Regions from separate parts of the Mus musculus genome. Here regions 1, 2 and 3 are each linked to region 4. Evidence: chromatin contacts called from public ChIA-PET, HiChIP or PLAC-seq and promoter capture Hi-C data. All regions are on one chromosome and are shown on one strand. Each heading gives the region's core, a stretch centred on a gene start, on an enhancer-like site or on the middle of the called end of the contact. The rest is flanking DNA. Distances are from core to core; before and after follow the strand shown. Region 1 holds the start of Izumo4 (IZUMO family member 4). Region 2 holds the start of 2310011J03Rik (RIKEN cDNA 2310011J03 gene). Region 3 holds the start of Atp8b3 (ATPase, class I, type 8B, member 3). Region 4 holds the start of Zfr2 (zinc finger RNA binding protein 2).

Evidence for each region. ChIA-PET counts read pairs in DNA pulled down with a chosen protein or histone mark. HiChIP or PLAC-seq counts read pairs in DNA pulled down with a chosen protein or histone mark. Capture Hi-C pulls out chosen DNA fragments and counts their contacts.
Region 1: an RNA polymerase II ChIA-PET map of memory CD8 T cells shows a contact between it and region 4, with 10 read pairs. The contact joins the promoter of Izumo4 here to the promoter of Zfr2 in region 4. A contact is called at or near these places in 5 of 39 promoter capture datasets (cranial neural crest, liver, neutrophils and 2 more) and 1 of 115 datasets of contacts at active chromatin or transcription factors (memory CD8 T cells).
Region 2: a promoter capture Hi-C map of adipose tissue shows a contact between it and region 4. The contact joins the promoter of 2310011J03Rik here to the promoter of Zfr2 in region 4. A contact is called at or near these places in 1 of 115 datasets of contacts at active chromatin or transcription factors (bone marrow-derived macrophages) and 2 of 9 other capture datasets (adipose tissue and macrophages).
Region 3: an H3K27ac HiChIP or PLAC-seq map of microglia shows a contact between it and region 4, with 6 times the contacts expected there. The contact joins the promoter of Atp8b3 here to the promoter of Zfr2 in region 4. A contact is called at or near these places in 1 of 39 promoter capture datasets (liver) and 2 of 115 datasets of contacts at active chromatin or transcription factors (microglia and pancreatic cancer cells).

Annotation. Positions count from the first base shown.
Region 1 is chr10:80,700,501-80,706,648 of GRCm38.p6, reverse strand. Izumo4 (IZUMO family member 4) reads right to left here and starts at 3,956. Exons shown (of 10, transcript NM_027829.3): 1 at 3,690-3,956; 2 at 3,520-3,600; 3 at 3,369-3,440; 4 at 2,893-2,919; 5 at 2,721-2,796; 6 at 2,563-2,610; 7 at 2,455-2,469; 8 at 2,214-2,231; 9 at 1,936-1,950; 10 at 1,267-1,585. The coding sequence starts at 3,933. The coding sequence ends at 1,498. It overlaps Mob3a (MOB kinase activator 3A), which reads left to right and starts at 4,829. Exons shown (of 4, transcript NM_172457.2): 1 at 4,829-4,852.
Region 2 is chr10:80,317,836-80,323,921 of GRCm38.p6, reverse strand. 2310011J03Rik (RIKEN cDNA 2310011J03 gene) reads left to right here and starts at 3,374. Exons shown (of 2, transcript NM_025521.3): 1 at 3,374-3,739; 2 at 4,375-5,667. The coding sequence starts at 3,610. The coding sequence ends at 4,574. Pcsk4 (proprotein convertase subtilisin/kexin type 4) reads left to right here. Exons shown (of 15, transcript NM_008793.2): 9 at 1-68; 10 at 146-249; 11 at 322-439; 12 at 747-932; 13 at 1,074-1,198; 14 at 1,713-1,841; 15 at 1,971-2,639. The coding sequence ends at 2,116. Apc2 (APC regulator of WNT signaling pathway 2) reads right to left here. Exons shown (of 15, transcript NM_001372241.1): 15 at 5,665-6,086.
Region 3 is chr10:80,536,767-80,542,637 of GRCm38.p6, reverse strand. It overlaps Atp8b3 (ATPase, class I, type 8B, member 3), which reads left to right and starts at 3,514. Exons shown (of 28, transcript NM_026094.3): 1 at 3,514-3,622; 2 at 5,824-5,871. The coding sequence starts at 5,834. It overlaps Rexo1 (REX1, RNA exonuclease 1), which reads left to right. Exons shown (of 15, transcript NM_025852.3): 14 at 1-73; 15 at 157-1,712. The coding sequence ends at 245.
Region 4 is chr10:81,229,929-81,235,427 of GRCm38.p6, reverse strand. Zfr2 (zinc finger RNA binding protein 2) reads right to left here and starts at 2,265. Exons shown (of 18, transcript NM_001034895.3): 1 at 2,186-2,265. The coding sequence starts at 2,238. It overlaps Atcay (ataxia, cerebellar, Cayman type), which reads left to right and starts at 4,642. Exons shown (of 13, transcript NM_178662.4): 1 at 4,642-4,936.

The sequences.
Region 1 (6,148 bases), core at 2,707-5,206, 530 kb after region 4:
CAGGATAGTCAAGGTGACATAGAGACCTAGCTTGAAAGGGAAAAAAAAAATGTCTGTACCTTGTGCCAGGAGAATGCTCTGGGTTCCCTGGAACTACAGCTCCAGGTAGTTGTGAGCCACCCTATATTGGAAAACCTGGGGTCCTCTGCAAGAGTCTTAACCACAGAGCTACCTTTCCACTCCGCAGCATTCTAACTGCTCCTGTGGCTGTGAGGGGGGAGAGCAGGAACTTGAGTTGAAAAAGGCCCTTGCTCCATCTCGGCAGCTCACTGCCACTTCGTTGATGGGGAAAAAGGAAGACTCCTTTTCAAATAAACTCAACTGCAACTGAAGTCCCCAAATGCTGCTGTGCCCAAGGCCTCATCCAGTGCCCCATCTGAGACCATGCAGCACTCTCTCACTGCTTCAAGCATCCTGCCAGCCCTAGCCAGGACCCACAGAGGTAGTCTTCAGCAGCAGCGGTAGCTACAGTGTACCCATTGCTGTGGTTGATGACTGGCCACAGAGTGCAGCTGGAGTTCCCAACACAACACCTAGTGTCCCTATTCATCCTGTTCAGACTGCTCTTCCAGTCCATTGGAGGAAGGAGGGACTCTAGATGCTGCCATGTGTAGTCCTTGTTAAAAACAAAACTAACTTGCTGCCTGTCCCATGAGCAAGAACTGTAGGAATGTGCCTGGAAATGCTTCTGCCTGGGGCCAGGGGACATGGTGACAAGGAAACCAAGGTGACAAGGACACCAAAACAAAAAGGAACCCCTGGGTCTCCTGCATCAACTTCTCCCAGCCAGCCTATCTCTGCTGCTAGGTGCTCTCTGCAGTGTGGTCCAGCTGTGTCTCTGACCTGGATCACACACTAACCTGCTCCACTTTTACAAAGCCCACTGTATCATCCATCCTGAGGCTGAGAGAATTCAAGGTCAGTCTACAGACAGGTGCAGTGCAGGAAGACCCAGCTAGCACGCCTGTAGAGGCAGGACCGTCAGGAGGCCAAGTCATCTGCTCCATGGCATGCTCCAGGCCATACTGGAGTACTTGGCATCCCACCTCAGCAAGAGCTGAAGCATCCCTTCTGCAACCCTGCCCATAGTTACCCAGGGTCCTTGGACCCCGAGGGAGATGTTGCAGGTACCAGCCAGGTTTTTTGGTCCCTCCCTCTGTGGATAGGAGCGTAGGACCCCTCCACACCTGTACATCATGTTCAGGTGAAATGCATGCCACCAGCTACATTAACGACCTAGCCAGATCTGGCAGTTAAAGAATTGTTCCTCATGAGAAATGTCAGGGCATTTTAATCAAAATATCTCAGAGGGCCCTGCCCTGGGGGGTTCCCCACTATCTTACACAAACCCATCTCCCTGCCCTCCCCTGTCCCGGCCCAGCCTGGGATCCATGGGAGTGGGAGGGGTAACTTGAGGCAGGCAGCAGCTAGCTTCTCCAGAGGCAACAGTGCAGTTGAGTCCTGGCCTCTGCCGAGGCTGGGGGCTGGCAGCCACTGTCAGTGCTGGGTCAGACACTCAGAGACTTTTTCCAAGGTCAGGTTGACCAGATGCTGAGGTTCCAGACACTTTATGTTTTGTGACAGGCTTTGGGGGATGAGGAGGAGGTGCTCTAAGCCCATTGTCTGCACATGCCCTCCTGCCTCCCTTCCTAGGCTGCCTCCCATAGCCCATTAATATAGTCCAAGCTAGCCCCTAAGATTCTCCTGCCTCAGGCTCCTGGAAGGCTGGGATTATAGGAATGCATTGCTACACCTAGTCCCTGCCTGTTCTTAAATCCTAAAGTGTGCCAGTGGGATAGGGACCCTCCCTAGCACCCACAATGACAGGCCTCGATAGGGCATGAGAGGTCTGTGGCAAAGAGGCCACTTGACTTTGGAATTCTGTTTTCCACAGGTCACCTGCTTCTTTGTAGCCTTATTCCCCAGCTCACTCACAAGGCTGGGGTGGTTCTGCACATCCAAGTTGAGGCCGCAGGGAAGAAACACAGCATGGTTCAGGCAGTGCGTTGACCACACAGGCAGGTGTGACTACAGATGGCCAGTGTGCCCTCAGGCACACAGCCCTGCCCAGCATCCCCTCCCGCTCTTACCCACCCTGCCCAGCATCCCCTCCCACTCTTACCCACACACCTCCTCACTCCATCCCTCTCCCCACTCCCCATACCCCGCTCCTCACCTCACTCCTCCCTCTCAAGTGGAAGGCCTGGTCTTACCTCATCTTTTCATCCTGTCTGAAATAGAATGGGGCTCCAGTTAGACCCTCCAGGTCTGCCACCACACCAATTCAGGGAAGAATAGGTTTCATGAAGACCCTTCAGCCAGGATGGCTTGCCCCCTTCCTCCAGCTGAACTTGGAGACCTTTGAAGGGTGTGGGCAAGGTCCTCCTGAGCCTTGGCAAGCTTCAACCCCTCATCATAAGGCACACACAACCTTGGATTCCAGCAGGAACTTACTTGTGCCAGGTGTTTCTACAATGACAGTAGGTTTGGAGTCAGGGGACCAAGTGGCCTCCCTTGGTGTCTCCCTCTCCATGTCCTGGTACCCAATAAGCCCCAGCTCACATGTATTTCAGAAGGCCCTGTACAGCTGACTCCCACTGTGCCGATGACCTGGGGTGGGGGGGGGGAACACAAGACTTGGTGGTGGGGTATCCCCAAGGCCCTGGTCCCCTTCCTTGCCTAGGACCCCAGGGGCAGTGGGATTGCTGCATGAGCCATACTTGCAGTAGTAGCCAAAGCAAATGACGTGGGAGTCCGTGCAGTTGCTGCAGGAGATGGTCTCGTACTGGTAGATACCTGCAATATATGAGAAGCAGCCCCAGACTCCCCTGGGCCCTCCCCAGCCTGGGCCACTGCCACTGTGGCCCTTAGCCTGGACCATGGTTCACTTACCACAGTGACGCTGACAGTCAATGCGGCCTGGGGAGGGGAGGACATAACAGGATAGTGCTTTCTGACAAGGCCCAGAGCTCAACACCTCAGCCCCACTTGTTTTTGTAGCCCAGGATACCCTAGCACAGAGAAGGTAGCCTAGGCTGCCTTGTGATTTGTGGCAATCTTCTTGCCTCGTTCCCTCATTTCTGAGTGCTGGGATTACACGCTTGTGCTACATGAGTTTCATGGATGTAGGAAGGGGTCAGTTGCAGTGAAAGATGGGGATAACCTAAGGGAAGGATGGTTCCATTGTTCCTAGGTGCCACCAGGAGACTAGTTTGACAGAAATAAGGGGGTGATGGGCATGCTAGCAAACATTTATGCAAAAGGGCCTCCTGCAGAGTCACTCCTCCCTGAGCCCTGTTTCCAGTGCCCCTAGCCCTGAAGTGCCAGCGGCCATGATCATCTTCCCCTCTGTGGAGCCCACTGCTCACTCTCTATGATGGCGTTCTGGATGAGGCGCACTTGCTCCCGGAAGATGGCCCGCAGCTCATTGGGGAAATACCCTGATGTGAGAGTCACAGCAGAACGGTCAAGTTCAGGTGCGTAGCAGCTCGCACCGGCCCCACCTGTTTCTCTTTTTACCTGGGAAGTACATCTTCCCCTGGTACAGCTGGTCCATCCTCTGGTACACGGCTTCTGCTACTTGATATAGCTTCTTCCGGGCTAAGGGCAGGAGGAAAAAGCAAGCAAATGAGTGGCCCTGCCCGGTTCCCTGCTGCTCTTCTGACCCTGGAATGGGTTCCGCCGCTCACTGATCTCAGCAGGAATGGCCAGATGGAGCTCCTTCATCGTGTTCTGGATCCAATCGGAGAGCAGCATCCCCGACACAGGAATGTCACCCACCCACCACGACTTGAGGTTCACGTGGTGACGATAGAAGGAGAACTTCTCCGCGAAATTGGGGTCGCACTGCAGGCAGCCCCGGGCCAGCGCCGCTGTCATGCCCAGAAACAACAGCAGGGCCATGGCCTGGCCCAGCCTGCCTTGCCCAAACATCGGCGCCGCCAGCGCCGCACCCTCCAGCCGCGCACCAACCAACGGTGCCTCCCGCGCCACGCCCTGCCACGCCGCACCAACCAACAGCTCGCGCTGTGGACCCTGGCCGCGCCATCCCCTGCCCGGGCCTGATCATGCTTCCAACTCTGGTCCCGCCCCGCTTAGACATGTCCCGCCCACCGGGCCTGATGGCGCAAGCCTTTAATCCCAGCACTTGGGAGGCAGAGGCAGGCGAATTTCTGAGTTCGAGGCCAACCTGGTCTACAAAGTGAGTTCCAGGACAGCCAGGACTACACAGAGAAACCCTGTCTCGAAAAAAAAAAAAAAGACAGCGCCTGCCCACGGATGGCTCCGCCCCTACCTGGCCAGGCCCCGATTAGACTCCTGTCCCAGGCCTGGTTCCGCCTACAGGCCTGGTACCGCCCACGGATGGCTCCACCCCTTTCTAGCCTGTCACCACACCCACCCCACCGCCATCCGGACTTCTGTCCCAGGGCTGGCTCTACTGGATCTCCCCAGGAGAGTGTAACTGAATCTCTCCAGTTACAATTGGCAACTGGTAATGCCAGTCTGTCCCCAGGCTCCACCCCATCCACAGCGCCTTACGCATGCGCTTTGGGCTGGCGCCAGTTCCCGAGCCAGCGAGGGAGGGCTCGTCCCGCCCCTCATCCGCTCCACTACAGCCAATTAGCAGCGCCCGTCCTGGTCTCCAGGGGCGCGGAGTGCCGCCTGCCTTTCACACCGTGATCCTCCGAACTCGGGCGCCACACCTCCATCCGGGCTGCTTCCCTTTAAGGGAAGTAAATCCGGCTGGCGGGCGCGGCCTGGGCGGGGCGTGCGGCGTGTCCCTCCGCGGGCGTGTCCCTCTGCGGGCGCGGCCGGAGACTGGGCGAAGCGAGAGACGGTTCCGGACAGCCAGGTGGGTCCTCCGAGGGCCAAGGCGGGCGGCGGGCAGCGGGACTTCATCCCTCAGGGTGACAGTGTCCAGCGACCGGCCCAGAGTGGGCGCTGGGGACCTGGATCTGTCAAAAGGAGGGAGAAAGGAAGCGTCATGGATCAAAAGCGTGTTTAATATTTGAGGTCCTAGATAGCACAGGCTAGCCTCCAGCGGCTGGATAGGATCCTCCTTCCCATCTCCGCTGACTCATTTGTTTGAAATGATCACGTTTCTGTTAAACTTCATTGAAGGTCTGGGCTCTTGCTCTGGAGTGAAGCATTTGCCTTGTGTGTAGAAAGCCCTGGGTTCTATCCCTACTTCTGCCTCTTCAGCACTCCTCGGCCTCCCCTAAATAAGCCATTGAAAGGCTGGATGGAGAGACTCAAAAACAGATCACAGAAAGTTAACTTTGGCCGCAGTTTCTTTTTCTTTTTTCTTTTCTTTTCTTTTCTTTTCTTTAATTCTTTCCTTTTATATTTAGCCCAGGCTATCCTGGAACTCAGCGAGATCACCCTGCCTGTGCCTCCTGAACGCTGAGATTAAAGGTCTGCGCCAATAACTTTGCCTTTTCTCTTCCCTCCTGCCTCCACCCCTTCCCTAGGCTCCATAGAATAAAGTGCCTACAGTCAAGTAGAGGTTGGCATAGTGTTAAGGCAGGGCAATTATTATTCCAGAGCTCCACGTGTATCCTTGTAACTTTGGTTTCTGATTTGCTACCGTTATGCAGAGTTGGGAGCTCAGGAACTAGGGGTGGGAGTGTCAGGGGACAGTTAGGTAGGACTCTCAGGTCAGCCAGCTCTTCCTTCAGCATGGAGGAAGTGGTTACTAGCTCTGTAAGTGATGGGGCTTCAGAGAGGTGCTAGCTGGAGGCAGCAGGATGCAAAAGAGACCACAGACTTAACCATTGACAAAGGCAGAAGCAGATAACCTGAGAACTTCCGAAAACCAGGTTTTAACCGCCCCTGTCCTGGGCTTGTTTTTAGAACTCAGTGAACAGCAGAGGTGACAAGGCTAGAGAGTTCCACCCCTGGGGCTTCTTGATGTCTGTCCTTTCTCCATCTTGATCCATTCCAGTGCCATTTAAGTTCAAGGGCAGCCTGGGACACTTAGTGAAATCTCACCTCAAAAAGAGCAAAAGGGGGCTAGTGCTCTTCCTGAGGTCCTGAATTCAATTCCCAGCAACCACATGGTGGCTCACAACCATCTGTAATGGGATCTGATGCCCTCTTCTGGTGTGTATAAAGACAGCAACAGTGTACTCACATATATAAAATAAAT
Region 2 (6,086 bases), core at 2,125-4,624, 910 kb after region 4:
AAGCACACGGGCACCTCGGCATCTGCCCCGCTGGCTGCTGGCATGATCGCCCTGGCCCTGGAGGCCAAGTAGGTGACAGTGGGGCTCCGCCCACCGCCCCGCCCCCAGGGGCGGCTCCCCGCTCACCCGCCCTCGCCCCCCCCAGCCCGCTCCTGACCTGGAGGGACCTACAGCACCTGGTGGTCCGCGCGTCCAGGCCGGCGCAGCTGCAGGCGGAGGACTGGAGGATCAACGGCGTGGGGCGCCAAGGTGCGGTGGGGCCAGGCAGGGGAAGCGGGTGTGGTGCACTCAGGGCCAGTGACCGCTACCCCTCCCGCGCAGTGAGCCACCATTATGGCTATGGGCTGCTGGACGCGGGGTTGCTGGTGGACCTGGCTCGCGTGTGGCTGCCCACTAAGCCTCAGAAGAAATGTGCCATTCGGGTGGTGCACACCCCCACGTGAGAGAGCCCCCGCCCACTGGAGGGAGGCCCCGCCCCTTCCACTGGAGGGAGGCCCCGCGGTCCAGACTCCACGCCTACGCGGGCGATTCTGTCCAGGTCTCCACCTTGCGCTTTGTTGTAGCTCCCCCTTCTCCACTACCTCCCCATCCTAGTCCAAGGTAGGCAGAATGCCCCGAAACCTCAGTTTACCCATCCGAGGAAAGAGTGCCCTCAGGCCCTTAGACACTGCCCGCCCCCCCCCAAACCCGCCTCTGGGCTCTACCTGGCCCGCAGCAGACCCACAGGACCGCCCTCACCCCACCAGCCCCATCCTGCCTCGGATGCTGGTGCCGAAGAACGTGACCGCGTGCTCAGATGGCTCGCGCCGCCGCCTCATCCGCTCGCTCGAGCACGTGCAGGTCCAGCTTTCGCTCTCCTACAGCCGCCGCGGGGACCTGGAGATCTTCCTCACCAGCCCCATGGGCACGCGCTCCACGCTCGTGGCCATCAGGTGTGAGACATCTCAAAGGGTCCTGAGAGCCAGCGGTGCCCTCCCTAGCCTTCCCAGATGGGACCCTATCTGGGTGGGACTCAGAAGACTTGTGTGAGACGCCACGAGCCCTGTCTCTCCTGTGCCACCCACTGGCCACAGACCGTTGGATATCAGCGGCCAAGGCTACAACAACTGGATCTTCATGTCCACTCACTACTGGGATGAGGACCCGCAGGGCCTGTGGACCCTGGGCCTGGAGAATAAGGGCTACTATTTTAACACAGGTGAGAGAATTGGCTGTGGCTGTGGGCTGCGAGCTTTGGAGCTGGGGACCCTGCCTTGGTTGACCCTCAGCCATAGAGGATCCTAGGGGTTTTCTTGGAGAAACCATGCCTTTCTAGTACACAGTAGACGGGCAATAGTAGGTGTACAGCTATGGGGGGAGTGTGAGGGAGTGAGGAGAATCTGACCTGTGGGGAAAGTGAGGGTTTGTAAATTAGGTTTAAGGTAACTTAAAGGAGCGGGGCACTCTGAGCACAGTGGCACACAGTAGGTGCAGTCACCTAAGAGAAGTGGGTCTGGCCACTGGCACACAGTAGATGTGTAGCAACTGTGGGGATGGTCTGACCAGTGCAAACCAGGTGCCACCTACCTGGGAGATGTGAGGTGGTGTGGCCACTAGCACATAGTAGGTACAGTTGCTACGGGGCCCTGCTTGGGAGACAGTGAGGCTGGCTACAGAGCCCGGCAGGCCAATGACAGGTGTCCCCCTTGGTGCCCACTGCGACCCCCGCCCAGGAACTCTGTACTACTACACCCTGCTGCTGTATGGGACGGCCGAGGACATGACAGCACGGCCCCAGGCCCCCCAGGTGACCAGCCGCGCGCGCGCATGTGTGCAGAGGGACACAGAGGGGCTGTGCCAGGGTGAGTGGCCGCAGCGCATGGTCACTTGTTGGGTGAGGAGGCGCAGCGGCCCGGAATGGGCAGGTGGGCACCGGCTGCACCCACCAGCTGCAGCCTCACTCCTTCTGTTTCCATGTTGTCCCTATGCAGAAAGTCACAGTCCCCTCTCCATCCTGGCAGGACTCTGCCTCATCTCCAGCCAGCAGTGGTGGTGGCTCTACAGCCACCCACAGCAGCCAGTGACCGAAGGACAGGCCAGCTGTCACCCTCCTGTTACACCTGCTGCAGCAGCCTGAGCAGCGACTACACTGCCTGTCCCCTGTCCCTTGTGTTGGGAGAGCTCCAGAGCCCCTCCAAGGCTTGCCACCTCTGGTGGCCCCCCAGCTACCAGTCTTGGGCCATGGTGCTGGCTCTGCTGGCCAGGGCCTTTGGGAGGCCCCTCGGCTTGAGGAAGGCCCACCTGCCCCAGGCTAGATACCCCAGTGCCCAAAACCATGCATGCACAGATCCCTGGAGGCTGGAGAGCCAGAGATGCCTGGCTGTCAGGACAGAAGGCCGGTACCCCAAGGTCCTGCTCTCAGGCTGGAAGAGAAGCCTGCCCCAGAAGGCCAGGGCAGAGCAGCTGCATGGGTCAGGTGACAGCCCACCGCTCAGCCTCAGCTGCTCCCAGTGGAAGAGATGTGTCCTTACTCATTTTGGAGCAGGTACAGTGGGCAAGAGGTCAGACCACAGCCACCAATCATCTGCCCCTTCCCTGTCTCCAAGCCATCCATAGCCCCATGTCTAACCTCATAGTTGCCAAATAAAAGTTAAACAGAAGATGTCGAGTTTATGGTGTCCTTGAGGGTAGGGTGGGCCCCTGGAGGAATAAGGACCCACAGAGGAAGACTGCTCTGAGCCCAGATCTGCCAAGTGCTGAATTACCATACAGCCATGAACAGGAAGCTAGCTCGCTCCCCCATCCCCCACTGGTTTTTTTTTTTTTTTTTTTTTTTTTTTGGTTTTTCGAGACAGGATTTCTCTGTTTAGCCCTGGCTGTCCTGGAACTCACTTTGTAGACCAGGCTGGCCTCAAAAATCTACCTGCCTCTGCCTCCCGAGTGCTGGGATTAAAGGCGTGCGCCACCACTGCCCGGCTTTCCCACTGCTCTTTTGAGACAGGGTCTCACTGTGTAGTCCTGGCTGTTCTGGGATTCCCCATATTGACCAAGATGATCTTGAACTCACAGAGGTCTGCCTGCCTCTGCCTCACAGTACTGAGATTAAAGTACTGAGTTAAAGGTCTACCACAAGGAAGCAAAGCCTGTGGCTAGGTTCCATCCAGCATTTATTGAGCGCCCACTGTGTACCTGGCAATGGTTGTACACTGATTACTCTCGAAATCACGTTCACCCCTTTCCTCCCACCACACGCGGTGAAGGAGGGCAGAGTTCCTTCTGATCTTACTGGATAGCAACTAGGAGCATCTAGGCTTAGGGCTCTTTAAGACGGGGGAGGGGTTTCGCGAGGCGTGGCGCTGGAGTGGACCGGAAGTGCCGGAACGTAGTGGCGTTCAAGCAGGAAGCGGAAGCGGTGGCGGCCGCCTAGGTTCTTGGAACGAAGATAGGCAGCGGGGTGTTCCAAGAGCAAACTGGCGCGGAGATCGAGCCAAACTCCGAGGTTCCGGGAGGAGGGAAAGCGAGACGGGGTAGGGACCTCGGCGCAGGTCTGTAAGGGGTGCGTAGGAGTTCGCGAGGTGGGCGGGCCGAGCCGAAAGTGGACCCCCAGTTAGCGCGCGCTCCACCTACAAGATGAACTCCAAGGCGAAGAAACGCGTGGTACTGCCCACTCGCCCCGCGCCTCCCACGGTGGAGCAGATCCTGGAGGACGTGCGAGGGGCACCCGCTCAAGATCCTGTTTTCACTGCCCTGGCCCCGGAAGGTAGGAGAACGTGAGACTCCCGAGTGGGGAGCAAACCGACTGCAGGGACGAATCTTTTTTGTCCCTGCCCTTCTCTTCCCCTGCAAAGAAAGATCATCAGAAATAAAATTGAAAGTGCTCCGAACTCTTGGGAGGCAGAGGCAGGCGGATTTTTGAGTTCGAGGCCAGCCTGGTCTACAGACTGAGTTCCAGGACAGCCAGGGCTACACAGAGAAACCTTGTCTCGAAAAACAAAAACAAAAAAAAGTTGAAAGTGCTGCCAACCCGGGTCTAGGGCAAGAGGATTGCTGTGAGTTCAAGACCTTGTCTCAGAGGGGCGTGGCCAGCTGCTCCTACAAATTAATGGGGGGCCAGAGTACTTGCAGGGGCCATATCTGCGACTCCTGGCCTAGGATCCAGGAATCCAGGCAGTCCTGGGTAGAACGGCAGGCCAGGGTGGCTGGAGGTGTCCTGTCCTCTCCATGACACCAAAACCTGAAACTGAGTCTTGTTTTCTAGTGCCTAATAGGCCTATATAGCCCAGGCTGGCCTCGAACTCACCATGTAGCCAAGGATGACCTTGAACCACTGATCCTCTTGCCTCTGGGTTGGTGGATGTCAGGCCTGGGGATGGTGACACTGTTTCTTCTCTTCAGACCCCCCAGACCCATCCCCAAGGGCTGAGGACTCTGAGATCCAGCAGGAGCAGATCTACCAACAGAGCCGGGCCTACGTGGCTATGAATGAGAGGCTGCGGCAGGCGGGGGAAGCTCTGAGACAGAAGTTCGATGGCCTTCGGCAAGCTGGTCAGCGGCTGGAACAGGATATCAGCCAGGTGACTTCAGCCACCTCCTAGAGCCGAAGTTACACCTGATGTCCTTGGTCCAGGCCTGGGCACCTAGCAACCAGAGGCTCTGGGTCAACATTTGCTGTCCCAACCCTGGCCCGGGGAGACCCAGTGGCCCACCTTGCCAGCTAGCAGCTTTGTTCCCTCTTCCATCCTTAATGGCCTCTAATTCATGATGGGACTTAGGGACATGGCCACCTCCTCATTATGGGGACACTGGCCTAAATTGCATCAAGGACTTGATTGCAGGTCGGGGCTCAAAGCCAGTCTGCCCCATAGTGACCGGTGTGCTCTTCTGTCCCATGTCACCCTGGGCAGTGAAGGTCTTCATCCCCAGCATCCACAGCAGGCCAGCCACTGGCATCTTGGTTGAGAGAATGGGCTAGCTGCACGCTTCATAGAGCCTGGCTCAGGCCCTCTAGGGCTACACTGCCTTCTCAGTTCTCCCTGGGGCCGGGGAGACTCATCAAGGGAGTTTCCATTCTGGGGAGCCCAGGGGTCCAAGAGGAACTCAAAGGCCAGGTCCCTGTGTGTGGTGAATGTTGCCCCTTCTGGATCTGGGGTTTAGTTTGCCTTCTTGCAGAAGACCCACCACTCTTGGGGTGGCTGGACTTTAGTTCTGGAAGATTAAAGATGTTTGATGCCTGAACACAGTTCTCCCTTAAGCCAGGCTAGATCACTGGGTACCCAAGCCCCCTGCCACCCCTTGGCAGCTCAGGCGCTAGCTACCACACCTGCCTCCTTGGGTCCCAAGCTGGCTGGAACTGTTTTGTCAGAAGTGGCCTTAGCTTGTGGCTACATCATTCCTGACACTCCACATTCCTGGCGGTCACGGGGTCCAACTTGCCCTGACCAGTGCAGCTTGGACTCCTGGTCCCCACCTCCACCATGACACCTCCACCACAAATGACCAGTGGCTGATGGCCAGGTACAGCTTGGCTGAACCTCAGTCAACCTCGGCTCCAGCATGTGGGGATGTGACACGCTGTCGAGTCAGTGGGGAGCTCAGAAACACCTTCTGGGGTTGAACAGAGCTGTAGAAGAAGGTCTTGGAACGACCCCCCCCCCCCAGAGCCAGTGATAAAGATGAAGCTACAGATCGATGGAGTGGCTCGCTTTATTAAAGATATGAACAAGAATCAGAAGCCAGGCAGGGTGTCCACTCGGGGGTCTGCGTGGGGGGTCGGGGGTCAGTATGTACAGAAGTGTAACACTGTAGTAGAACAGGGCGGGAGACGGTATGGCAGCAGAGGACACACTGACCAGGTATGAGCAAGGGGTGACATTGGCCAGGGACAGCGACAGACACACACACACACACAGTGAGGTAACTGGTAGGCATGATGCCCTGGTCAAGCACCCAGTGGTTAGTCTCCGGTAGACCACTGGTGTCCAGCTCAGAGCGCTAGCAGCCATCGGCAGCCTGGCGGCTAGCAGACCCCTCCTGCTCTGAATCTAAGGGCTCGTCAGCTCTTGCCTACCCTGGGCTGGATGTCACACTGTGTCCTGTGTCCCCCACTG
Region 3 (5,871 bases), core at 2,265-4,764, 690 kb after region 4:
CTGGGCCTGCCCTATAAGCGCTCCCTGCGGAACCTCATGGCTGACTACCTCAGACAGATCATCCAAGACAATGGTGAGGAGCCAGGGCCCCCGAAGTGGGGGAAGGGGAGGGGAGGTATGGGAGTAAGGACTGTGCTGAGCATGTCTGCCCTGTAGTGGACGGGCACAGCTCCAGTGAGGATGCCAGTGCCTGCATGCACCTTGTCATCTGGAAGATCCGAGAAGATGCCAAGACCAAGCGATGACTCCCACCCAACATTACCATGTCACCCCCCTTCTTCCATCCCTGGCTGCCCTCAGCCCCAATCCCTCAGCCCCGATGCCCTCGGCCTCTTTTCAAACTCTGTAATAAAACATGACAGCTGACCACGCGTCTCCCAAGCTCCAGCTGCAGGTCTGCAGTGAGCAGCCCAGAGTCGGGGCTGAGACCAACCCTCAGCCCAACCCCACACCTGCCCAACGTGACATCACCTCCTTTCCCAGTCCTGTCCCCTGGAGCCTGCTGCAGCCCAGGGCAGAGCTGGCCTAGCCTCTGTGCCCCAGTCAGGCACCCCCACTCTTACCCCAGCCCACTGCTCTAGACAGTGGGCTCTGCCTTCTGCTTCTTTGTATATAACGCAGGCAACAGGACAAGCCCTCATGGTTTGAGACAGGGGTTGTCTTTTTTTACTTTATACTGTTATTTTTATTAATTTTTAATTTAAACCTGCTGACCCGCACACCTCCTCAGCTGAGGGGTCCAACCCTGGTACCGCTGGGATCCAGGGACCGAACCCCACATGGTCAGTCCCATGGGCCTGGATGTTTGCCCTGCCTTGTGGGGTAGCTTCCAGAACTCACCCTAGCCCACCAGGGCTCCCCAACCTCAGAGCCAAGCCAGCCCTTTGGCCTGGCCTTCCAGGGCCTCTGGGCTGTCATCCTGGGGGCTATTGCCTCCCTCTGTGAGTAGAAACAGAATAAATGTTTGTATGAACTTTAGATTTCATAGTGTGTGGTGCTTTGGGGGCAGACAGGATCCTGACACACGCCATGTGGCCCCTGTCCCAGTGGCCAGGGTCAAGAAAAAATGAAAATGATTCCCTTGCCAAAAGCAACTCTCACCCCATGGGCCCATGCCACCTAGCTGTGGGAACTCTGTGAGACAGCCCCAAGCTCCGGGTAGGCTGTGCCTGCTAGACCTCCCCTGAAGGTACCTTGCTGTTGTCCCTGATGCAGGCTGATGGCATGCCTTTACTCCTTTTTGCCTGTTATGATCTCAGTTACTCAGACAAGGTCCAGGGTAGAGACTGGGAGCCCCTGCCGCCTGGTGTCCTGAGGCAGGGCCTGGCCATCAAGGCCACTCTGTTCCCATGTAAGGAAACAAGTTTTGTAGTACTCACATCCAATGTGACCTCAACTTGATTGGCTGCCTCTTGGCAGTTATCTGTGGGCAGAGTAGGCTGGCTGGAGTTAGACCCTGGCAGGATAACCGGGGTCTGATGGTCAGGGTCCTGTGGGAACCTAGTCCCTCAAGCTTCTTGGAGGGACTGCAAGCCAATGGCTAGAGCAGCTTCCAGGGGCTATCTACATAGTGGGCATGCAGGGGCTACAGGGGCCAAGGGAGCTTCCTTGGCTAAGCTAGGCTTCCACCCTCAGGGGTTTCCTTGAGCACTTTGTCCCCTCTTCTACCTTCTGTAAACAAGTTTTTAAAAACAAATAAATGGTGCTAATGTATTCACAAAGCCCAGGTCTGTCCTGGGAGCTTTAGTGTGTGTCTCTGCCTATCTACTGTCCAGTTCGTGTCAGAAGAGCAGCCAACAAAGACCTTAGCTAACCCTGGCTCTGCCCTGAAAGCCAGAGGCCTGCACTCGAGGGAGCCCTCTCCACTGTGATTACCCCCATCCTCTATAAGTCAGGGTAGGGGATCTCCCCAAAAAAGGCCATCATAAAGATGTGATCAGATGCTCACCGAAAGCTGAGTGAACCGAGTAGCTATTTCCTCAACATGCTCCAGGGACTCAAAGCTTCCAGAGTTTGCTATTCTGGTGGAGGCTTGGTCCTGAGTGCCGTCCTTATCCCAGCCACCAGTTCATTCATTTTATGCCAGCATACACTGGGAGACAGGAGGTGGACATAACCACTGAGGGCTAGGTTAGAGGCAGGGCTGACTACAGCCTCTTCAGGGTGTACCGTGGCCAGCATCCCTGGCATACATCCACTGTACACAGGTATCAACATAGCCCATCAGTGCCTTGTGGGCTCCCTTTCCCACTTAGGCATGACAGATACAGACCTGGCTCAACCGTGCTCACTGGTGTGCAACCTTCCCACTCCTAATCCCCAATTCAGCAATGTTTAGTTGGGCTGGAGTATACTGTGCTTAGTGTGCTTGGAAGATGCTCTTCCCAAATGCAGGAGATGTAGCTCAGTGAGAGGCTGCTGTCATTATATAGGGTGGAGGATTAATCTGCATTCCCCTACATAATAAAGCTTGAGACCAGTTTGAACTTAACTCCTGCCCTGCAGAATGAAGCTCAGACCCACCTTTTCTGAGCCTGTCCCTGATACCCCAGCCATGCCCTAGTCTCTGCCTCCCTCCCTGGATCATGACTTGACCCTTTTCTTCTTTTCTCCTCCTCCTCCTCCTCCTCCTCCTCCTCCTCCTCCTCCTCCTCCTCCTCCTCCTCCTCCTCCTCCTCCTTTTGGTTTTTCAAGACAGAGTTTCTCTGTGTAGCCCTGGCTGTTCTGGAACTCACTCTGTAGACCAGGCCTGCCTCTGTCTCTGCCTCCCAAGTACTGGGATTAAAGGCATGTGTCACCACTGCCTGGCTTGACCCTTTTCTGTTCTACGGCTGGCCTTATCTTGGCCTTGCCCGCAGAGATTCCAGATGCCAGACCCCTGCCTTTCCTCCCTGACCTCTTCCCAAGGCTTTCCTGTCCTTTCTAGTTTACCCAAACCCCCTCCCTCCTTCCTTCCTTCCTGGCCCTTGACTCATGCCTCCGCCCACAAAGCATTGTCCCATCCTTGAGATGTAATACCACGCTCACCAGGAATAGACTCCCCTGGAAGCCTGGTCTCCGCTTTTTTTTTTTTTTTTTTTGAGACAGGGTTTCTCTGTATAGCTGTCCTGGCTGTCCTGGAACTCACTTTGTAGACCAGGCTGGCCTCGAACTCAGAAATCCACCTGCCTCTGCCTCCCGAGTGCTGGGATTAAAGGCGTATGCCACTACGCCTGGCTGTACAATTAATTCTTGCTCCACCCATAAGCCTGGTTTGTAGCACAAGGTTGGCTCTGCCAAGCTCCTAAAACACGACTCCGCCCACGAGACCTGACCACACCCCGAAGACTCAGCCACGCCCACAACTCCAGGCTCTACCCTTACCCTCTGTGCCATTCAACTAGGCCCCACCTTCTCCAGGCCCCGCCCCTGTCGCCTGGTCCTATCCTTCTCCTGCCCTTAAGCTGCAGGCCTTAAGGCTCTGGTAGGCCCCGCCCCCTTCGCAATGCCCCGCCCCACGAGCCCGCGCCACCCGTTTCAGACCCGTTGGCACCAGGCTAACAGCTCCACAACATCGGCGGCCCTGGACGCCGCTGGCGGCCCGCCCTAGGCAGCCAGGCCCCACCAAGCCCGGCCCTCGCAGGTGAGCACCGATGCTCACGAGTTGTGCATCCTTGGGCGCCACTGTGACCTCTCTGTGCTCTAGGGGTCTTGGGCCCGGATGCCAGCACTTGAGACAGGAGATGGTGCCCCCTTGAGGTTCATAAAACCAGACACCGAGGTGGAGCTTACCTACAGGACAGTTTGGTGACCACTAGAGTTCACTAGGGCTGTGCGTCATGGCCGCTGGGGAATACTGCTAATGGGGTGTCTGGTGAGTGGGCAGGAACACTTTGGAACAGGAAGATTTTGGAAACTTTGAAAAACATTGGAAAGGAAGACTGAGTGCAGTAGCAATTCTCAACCTGGGGAGGGTCAAACGACCCTTTCACAGGGGCCACCTAAGACGATCTGAAAAAAACAGATATTTGCATTATGCTTCATGACAGTAGCAAAATTAGTCATGGAATAACAACAAAACCAATTTTGTCGTTGGGGTCCCCACAATATGAGGAACTTATTAAAGGGTCATAGCATTAGGAAGGTTAAGAACCCCTGGACTAGAGTGTTCCCTAGAATCAAGATCTCTTCACACATCCTTCCCACACCCTCTCCAGCCTCAGTTTTCCTCACGTGATAATCAGGGAAAAGCCCAATACCCAGAGCTGGTGCTGAGCCAGGAGGAGGTGGGGCCCCAAGATGCCCTGGGGAAACACATGACTCAGACACCAGGACTCCTTGTCCTGGGGGAAATGTGGGTTCAGCAGACATTAAGACAGTGAAAGCTCTAGAAGAGAGGTGACCAGAGGCAAGATGGGGGACACCCCAGCTGCTCAGGAAGCCCCCAGGAGGCGCATGATTCCCACGGGCCGGTCTGGGAAGTACAGAGTGAAATTTGGAGGGTGAGGAAGAAATCCACCAGGCAGGGTGGTGACAGTGGGGGGCATATGGGTAAACTGGGGGACCGATGGGGTGAGTGCTCAGGTGGTGGTTGAAGATCTGCCCCCCGGGAAGGGAGCAGGGAGGACCCATGTCACCAGGTATAGGGCTGTCTTAAGTTACCAGACCCAGCCAGGAGTGAGAGCACAGGTCTGTCATCCTAGCTCCTCCAGGAGGCTGGAGCAGAATTATGGGTGTAAGAGCAGCAGAGTGAGACCCTGTCACTACACTTAGCAATCCCAAGGCCAGATCTTTTTGTCTCCCTCCTCCTCCTCCTCCTCCTCCTCCTCCTCCTCCTCCTCCTCCTCCTCTTCCTCCTCTTCCTCCTCCTCCTCCTCCTCTTCTTCCTCCTCCTCCTTTGAGACAGGCTTTTGCTATGTAGGGCAGAGTGTCCTTGAACTCACAGCAACCCACTGACTTGGTGTACCAAGGGCAGGGATTAAAGGGATCTGGTGTGGTGCCAACACACCAGATCTATCTTAACATGGCTCCATGCTCATAATATACGCAAGCCGTGAGCTGTCACATATACAACCCCTCAGCTCCGTGGGGTCAGTCAGCAAACATGGACTGAGCATGTGTGGGGTGTGGGGTGGGCCTTGCAGGAGCAGGTGGAACAGGAGGGGCATGGAGGAGACTGGACGGGCCAGCCACAGCTTCCTCACTAGGGCTCGAGGCTACAGCATCTCAGAGGTGGGGTTCCTTGCCTCAGGTGACCAGCTATAGATGGGGGATGTAATGCTGGGTCCTGCAAGTCCAGAGAGCAGTTCTGAGGTAGACATGAGAAGGTGAGATATGCATGTATGATAGATAGATAGAGAGATAGAGAGATAGAGAGATAGAGAGATAGAGAGATAGATAGATAGATAGATAGATAGATCCATCCTCTAACCTATACCCCAGCCTTTATTTTTTTTATTGATTTTTGTGAATACCTAGGGCTACTTCTTTTCTTTTCTTTTTCCTTTTCCCGTTTTATTGGATATTTTCTTTATTTACATTTCAAATGTTGTCCCATTTCCAGGTCTCCCTTCCAGAACCCCCTATCCCATCTCCCCACCCTCCAGTCTTTATTTTATTCCAACACAAGGTCTTGCTGCTCACCCCCGAGCCAGGCTGGGACTTGAAGCCATCCATACTCGTGCTTCAGCCTCCCTTGTGCTGGGATTCCCTTGTGATTGGCTTTTGCGGCAGTATTTTAGAGAGCAGATCTCAAGGTCCATGAGGGTAGTGTCAGACACCATCCAGAAGCACTGGACAGCCAGGGTGATTGTGACTTAGGGGTCTTTCTTCCCCACTCCACAGCCCCACCGGCATGGATGGAGTTCATCTCGGGGAGAACCTTGAGGATAA
Region 4 (5,499 bases), core at 1,016-3,515:
CCCATGAGAGGCTATTGGTGAAAGTGCAGCCCAGTTACACAGAGACCACAGTGTTTTGGAGATGCCAGTACCATGGGATGACCACCAAGACCAGCAGCAGCCATGGCAGAGCAGAGCCAGCCAGAATTTAGAAGACAAGCTGTGTGTGCTACCGGGGCCAAGGAGCCCCAGAAGAAGCCCAGATCGCTGGCTCCTGAGTTAGCTACATTGGTGAAATTGCTTTTTGCCTTGCTTCACTTTTGACCTTGTCTTGGTTCGTTCCTCTTGGAACCCACAGTTGAGAGTCTTTGAATTTTTTTTTAAAGAGATTTTGGAGTTTTACAGAGCAGATATTTTAAAAAAGAAACTGAGTTTTTATCCATTTAAAAAGATTTATTATTTTTACTTTTTGTGTGGAGTTTCTTTGCCTGCATGTCTGTCTGTGCACCACATATGTACCTGGTGCCTGCAGAGGCCAGAAGGGGGTGTCAGGTACCCTGGGGCCACAGGTGGTTTTGAGCTGCTGTGCAAGAGTGCCAGGTACCGAACCTGGGTCCTCTGAAATGGCAGCCAGTGCTCTAACCACTGGGCCCTTCTCCAGCTCCGAACTGAGTTTAAACGGTTTGATTTGTAAAGAAGTTTGTAGTATGTTTTGTATTGTGATGTTCACTGACAAGCGATCTTGAGGACTAAAGTCACTGCTAAATAGTCGTACTGCTGTGTCAATTTGACAAAGGTCAGTTGTGCTGAACTTTGATCAACTTGACACAAGCTAAAGTCATCTGAAAGGAGGGAACCCACTGAGAAAATGCCTCCATGAGATCAGGCTGTAGGCAAGCCTGTAGGGTGGTTTCTTAATTAGGGACCAATGTGTGTGGCGCCATCCCTGGGCTCTGGTCCTGGGTTCTATAGGACAGCAGGCTGAGCAAGCCATGGGGAGCAAGCCTGTCAGCAGCGCCCTCCATGGACTCTGCATCAGCTCTGCCTCCAGGTTCCTGCCCTGTGTGAGCTCCTGTCATGGTGATCTGGAAGTGTGAGTCACGCAAATCCTTTCCTCCCAGCTTGCTGTTGACTGGAGCGTTTTCTTTTCTTTTTTTTTTTCTTTTCATCATTTGTATATTTGTGTGTGTTGTGCTACGGCAGTGGACTTGCCTGACTTACAGACCTGGAACTCTGGTCCCCACAGTGACCCTCTCACCAGCTCTTGGCCCGGGTGTGTTATCACTGCAACTGTAACCCTAACCAAGCCACTGAGTGAAGAGGACACTCGTCCCCAGCCGTCAGCCCCCAACTCCTCACACACAGCCAAGCGCCTTCTCTCCACTTGGCACGGACATTATTCATGTGGCCTTTTATTTAGAGACAACATCTCCTTTAGTTCTTCAGCCTGGCCTCATACTCACTGTAGCTCAGGCTAGCCCTGAACTTAGACACACACACACTGCCTCAGCTTCTCTCTTCAAAGATTGGATTGGAAGCCTGTGCCACTTGCCTGTGCTTTACTGACTTCCAAAGACCAGAGGCTCACTTTACCCTGCCTAGCTTAGCCCCCCATCCATTAGACACAGAACCCCAGACCCCATCCTCGTCTGGAGAGCCCCCCATCCATCAGGGACTGAACCCAAATTCATCCCTGTCTAGAGGGTAACCCATCTGTCAGACACCAGAACCCCCAATCCATACTCACCTGGAGGGTCCCCCATTCATCAGGGATTAGAACCCCCAATTCAGGCCCATCTGGAGGGTCCCCCATCCACTAGACATCAGAACCCCAGACTCCATCCCCGTCTCGAGGGTCCTCCATCCATCAGGAACCAGAACTCTGACTCCATCCCTGCCTGGAGGATTCCCCCATACATCAGACACCAAAAACTCCAATTCTATCCATCAGGGGCCAGAACACCCCACCCTATTCCCGCTTGGAAGGTTCCCCAAGGTCTCAGGTCCTCTCTGAGGTCAGTCCCCTCCCCCAACTCTGTCCTCCATCCTCGGTCCCCACCCTACCCATCCAGGTCGGTCCCTCCTAGGCTAGCCCTATCCCCACGGGGTCCCCGCCCCCACCCTGCCTGTCACTCCCCGGACTCCCCGCCCCGCCCTCCCGCGGACCCCAGGGGCCGTCGCCCCGCCTCGGGCCCGCCCCGCTCCCCGTGACTCACGACCGAGTCCCGCGGGGTTGGGGCGCCTCGCCGCCCACGGGGCTCGTTACCTGGACGACGGGTTGGTGCCCTGCGCGAGGCCGGAAGAGCTGCTAGCCGCCATGTCCACGTCCTCCCGGAGCCCACGGGAGTGACGTCAGGGCCTTGCCCCCGACGCACCGCCCCGTGCTCGTTCAAGCCCCGCCCCTGCTCGAACCTGCCATCCCTAGCCCCAGAGAGCCTCAGCCTGTCTCCGCCCACCGGCCAAGCCCCGCCCCCTACGGAGGACGCCTAACTCAGGTGCCTCTATGATGATGAAAGGACATCTTAGGGAAGTCGGTTCTAGACCCGGCCTGCCATCCGCCACGTGGAGTCCCAGGGATCAAGGATCAAACTCCAGTAGTTGGGCTTGGCGGCAAGCCCCATCACCTGCTGATGTACACTGCCACCTTCCTTATCTCTTCTTGGACGCAAGGCAGAGAGCTGGCTGATTCTTGAGAAAGCTTGAGAAATTCCAAGGCTGAGAGAGTGGGTGGGTGGCACGTGACCATCCTTGACCTGAGCATGTGTGGCCTCCAAGGCTTAAGGCTCTAGGTGTGTAGCCCACGTCTTTCTAGAAGGCAGGGGGACTGTGGCAGTTTCTCTTGAGTTACATGTGATCTTTTCCCCTATTATTTATTGCAAGCCCTGTGCCCTTGACTTTTGCCTCTGAGAGTCCAACTTCTGACGTGTTCTAGAAAGGTGCAAACTGATTTATCAGTGCTAAAGGAAACACACAAAATGGAGTAATAGCCCAGAAAATGCAAGGAAACCCAGACACCTATTCCAACATGGATGGATGGCCCTTGAGGACAGCATGTCAGCATGAGTCAGACACAAAAGGACACTCGGACCAGGATCTCACTTCCAGGAGGTTCCTGGAGTCCTCAGACTGACAGACACAGGAAGTAAGATATAAGAAGTAGGGAGGTGATGGGCATAGTGTGGGTAGATGGAAGGTTCTGAAAGTGGGTGGGAGTTATGGCCGCACCGACAGGTGAATGAGCCTCGTGCTCAGTGAGACAGTAGGCACGCATTTCCATGGTGGGAAATGCCTAGAACAAACCTGTTGTCAGGAAGAGAGAGCCTATGTGACCTATACTCACATGTACACTCGTATGAACGTAGGAGATCCGAGAGTACTGACAGTACAGGCAAAGGCCTTGTGGCAGGAAGGAACTTGATGTGCTCACAGGATGTGCAGAAAGAACCTTGGAGATCCACTACTATGTGGGGTCTTATATTAGTTACCAGGAAAGATAAGAAACTGAATGGAGGGGGGTTAAACCCCAAACATTTATTCTCTCACACTTTCAGGGACCAAAGTCTGGGCGATTAGTTCTTTATGGACACTGGGGACATCCTTCTCTGCTCTCTTTTACTTCTGGTAACGTCTGGAAATCAACTGCAGTTCTCAGCTGCTAAATCAAATTGTAGCTTAGTCTCCATTTTCCCCAGGACCCTTGCTTGCCATACTAGGCAGAGCTCTACCCCTGACCACTGGCTGAATTCTACATAGGACATCACCTCTGACCACGCCCCCACCCCTCTTTAAATGTTTGTGTGTGTGTGTGTGTGTGTGTGTGCATGTGCCAGTGCATGTGTCAGTGCACATGCAGAGGGCAGACGTTGACATCAATGGCCCTCCGATTGCTTTTCAGTTAGCCCCAGCCTCCTCCCGCGCTTGCTTCGGGCTGAAACTGCCAGTGCACACCAGCTTCTCTGCCTACCCCCCTCCTCCCTGACAGCTCCACGCACACCTGCTGAACCATCCAGCATGACCCCTCTTCTCACTTCTGAGATGGGGGCTCACCAAGTTGTCCAGGCTGACCTTAGTCCAACCTGGATTTGAACTTGCAACGCGCCTCCCCACCCCCCACCCCCCGGTCTCAGCGCTTCCAGTACTTGAGACCAGGATACAAACTGTCTTTCCATCCCATCCAACTGCAGATGCTGAGCTGCATGCGAGCTGTCCATTTTTCCATCAGCTTCTAGATTTCCTCTGGGCAACTGCAGGGGCGCTGTTCCCACGGTAGCGCAGACCCAATACATCTAAAACAATCAGCCAGGTTCGCTGCATCCCAACATTCTGCCTTGTCCTGGGTGAATGAGGGACCCTTTGACTCACCCTGAAAGGGGGATCTGGAAGCCTCCATTTCTTTGCCCTCAAAGATGGTTTCAAGGGCGTCTCTTCCCCCGTACCAAAGAATCCTGCAGGCTCCCCGCCCCCATCCTGTAAGAGTTAGGCCACGGCTGCTTGTCCGTTTATTTATTTTCTCTTATGGTTTTGCATAAGTAAGATGCACCATCTCAGAGACTTTTTTTTTTTTTTTTTTTTTTTTTTTTGCACCTGCTCTGGGCATGGCTGGGAGAAATGCTTTCGCCTCAGCCAATGGGGAGAGGAGGATGCAGGCAGGGATGCTAGAACTGTCTATCAGGCCTGGGCCCGCCCCCTGCACACAAAAGCAGCTTCCTCCACTATCTGAGGGAAAGACAGAGCCTCAGCCATCAGAAAGGGAAAAGCCAGAGCCGCGGCAGGCCTGGGCTGCGATGGCAGGGGAAACAGTGACTAAAGGGGGACAGGGGTGCTGCTACTAACCCACGGCGCCGCCTTCTACAGTTGGGCCGGACAGGTGTGCTGTGGCCACGTCGCCCTGGGTGACCTTCCTCAGATGTGGACTTGGCCCTGAGCATCCTTCCACCAGGCCCCTCGCCTGGGTACCATCGAGAAATGCCCGCCTTTGTGTCCAAGTGACAGCGCAGAGGCAGCTTCCGCTACCGAGGTGAGTGGGCCTTTTGCAAACTGGAAATTTAAATTGTCATTTGTCCCTTGCTTCTAGCCCAGCTATGGAAAGGTTTATTGGGGAAATGCTGGCGGCACCCCAGCGCGGATGCTGCGCCAGCCAGGAGGGTCGGGGGTGGGGTGAGGGGAATGCAGAACCCAAGGATTAGAGCCCCAGTTCTCGGTGGAGCATCCTGGGGGCGGTAAACCTCCCATCCGGTGTCGAGTGTTTTCTATTTATAACCCTGACTGCGGGCTCGGAGAAATCAGCATTGCATATACATTAAAAAGGGTGGGTATTTTAGCAGCGTGGCCACCGGCATAGACCTATACTGTTTATCCTGGATTTGGGGGGGTTCCTGGTCTCTCGCTGTCACTTGGCATTCATGGACACCCACCACACCCAGGACTTGGAAGTATGTAGATAAGGGGGTCCTTTCCTGGTCACGGTGCTCATGGGGTACCCGTGTCACCTCCCTGCACAGACACAATAGATTTGGTTCAGTGCTTGGGGAGGCTGGCTGCTCACCCCATGTTGGGGACACACTGGGGGACAGATTTTTT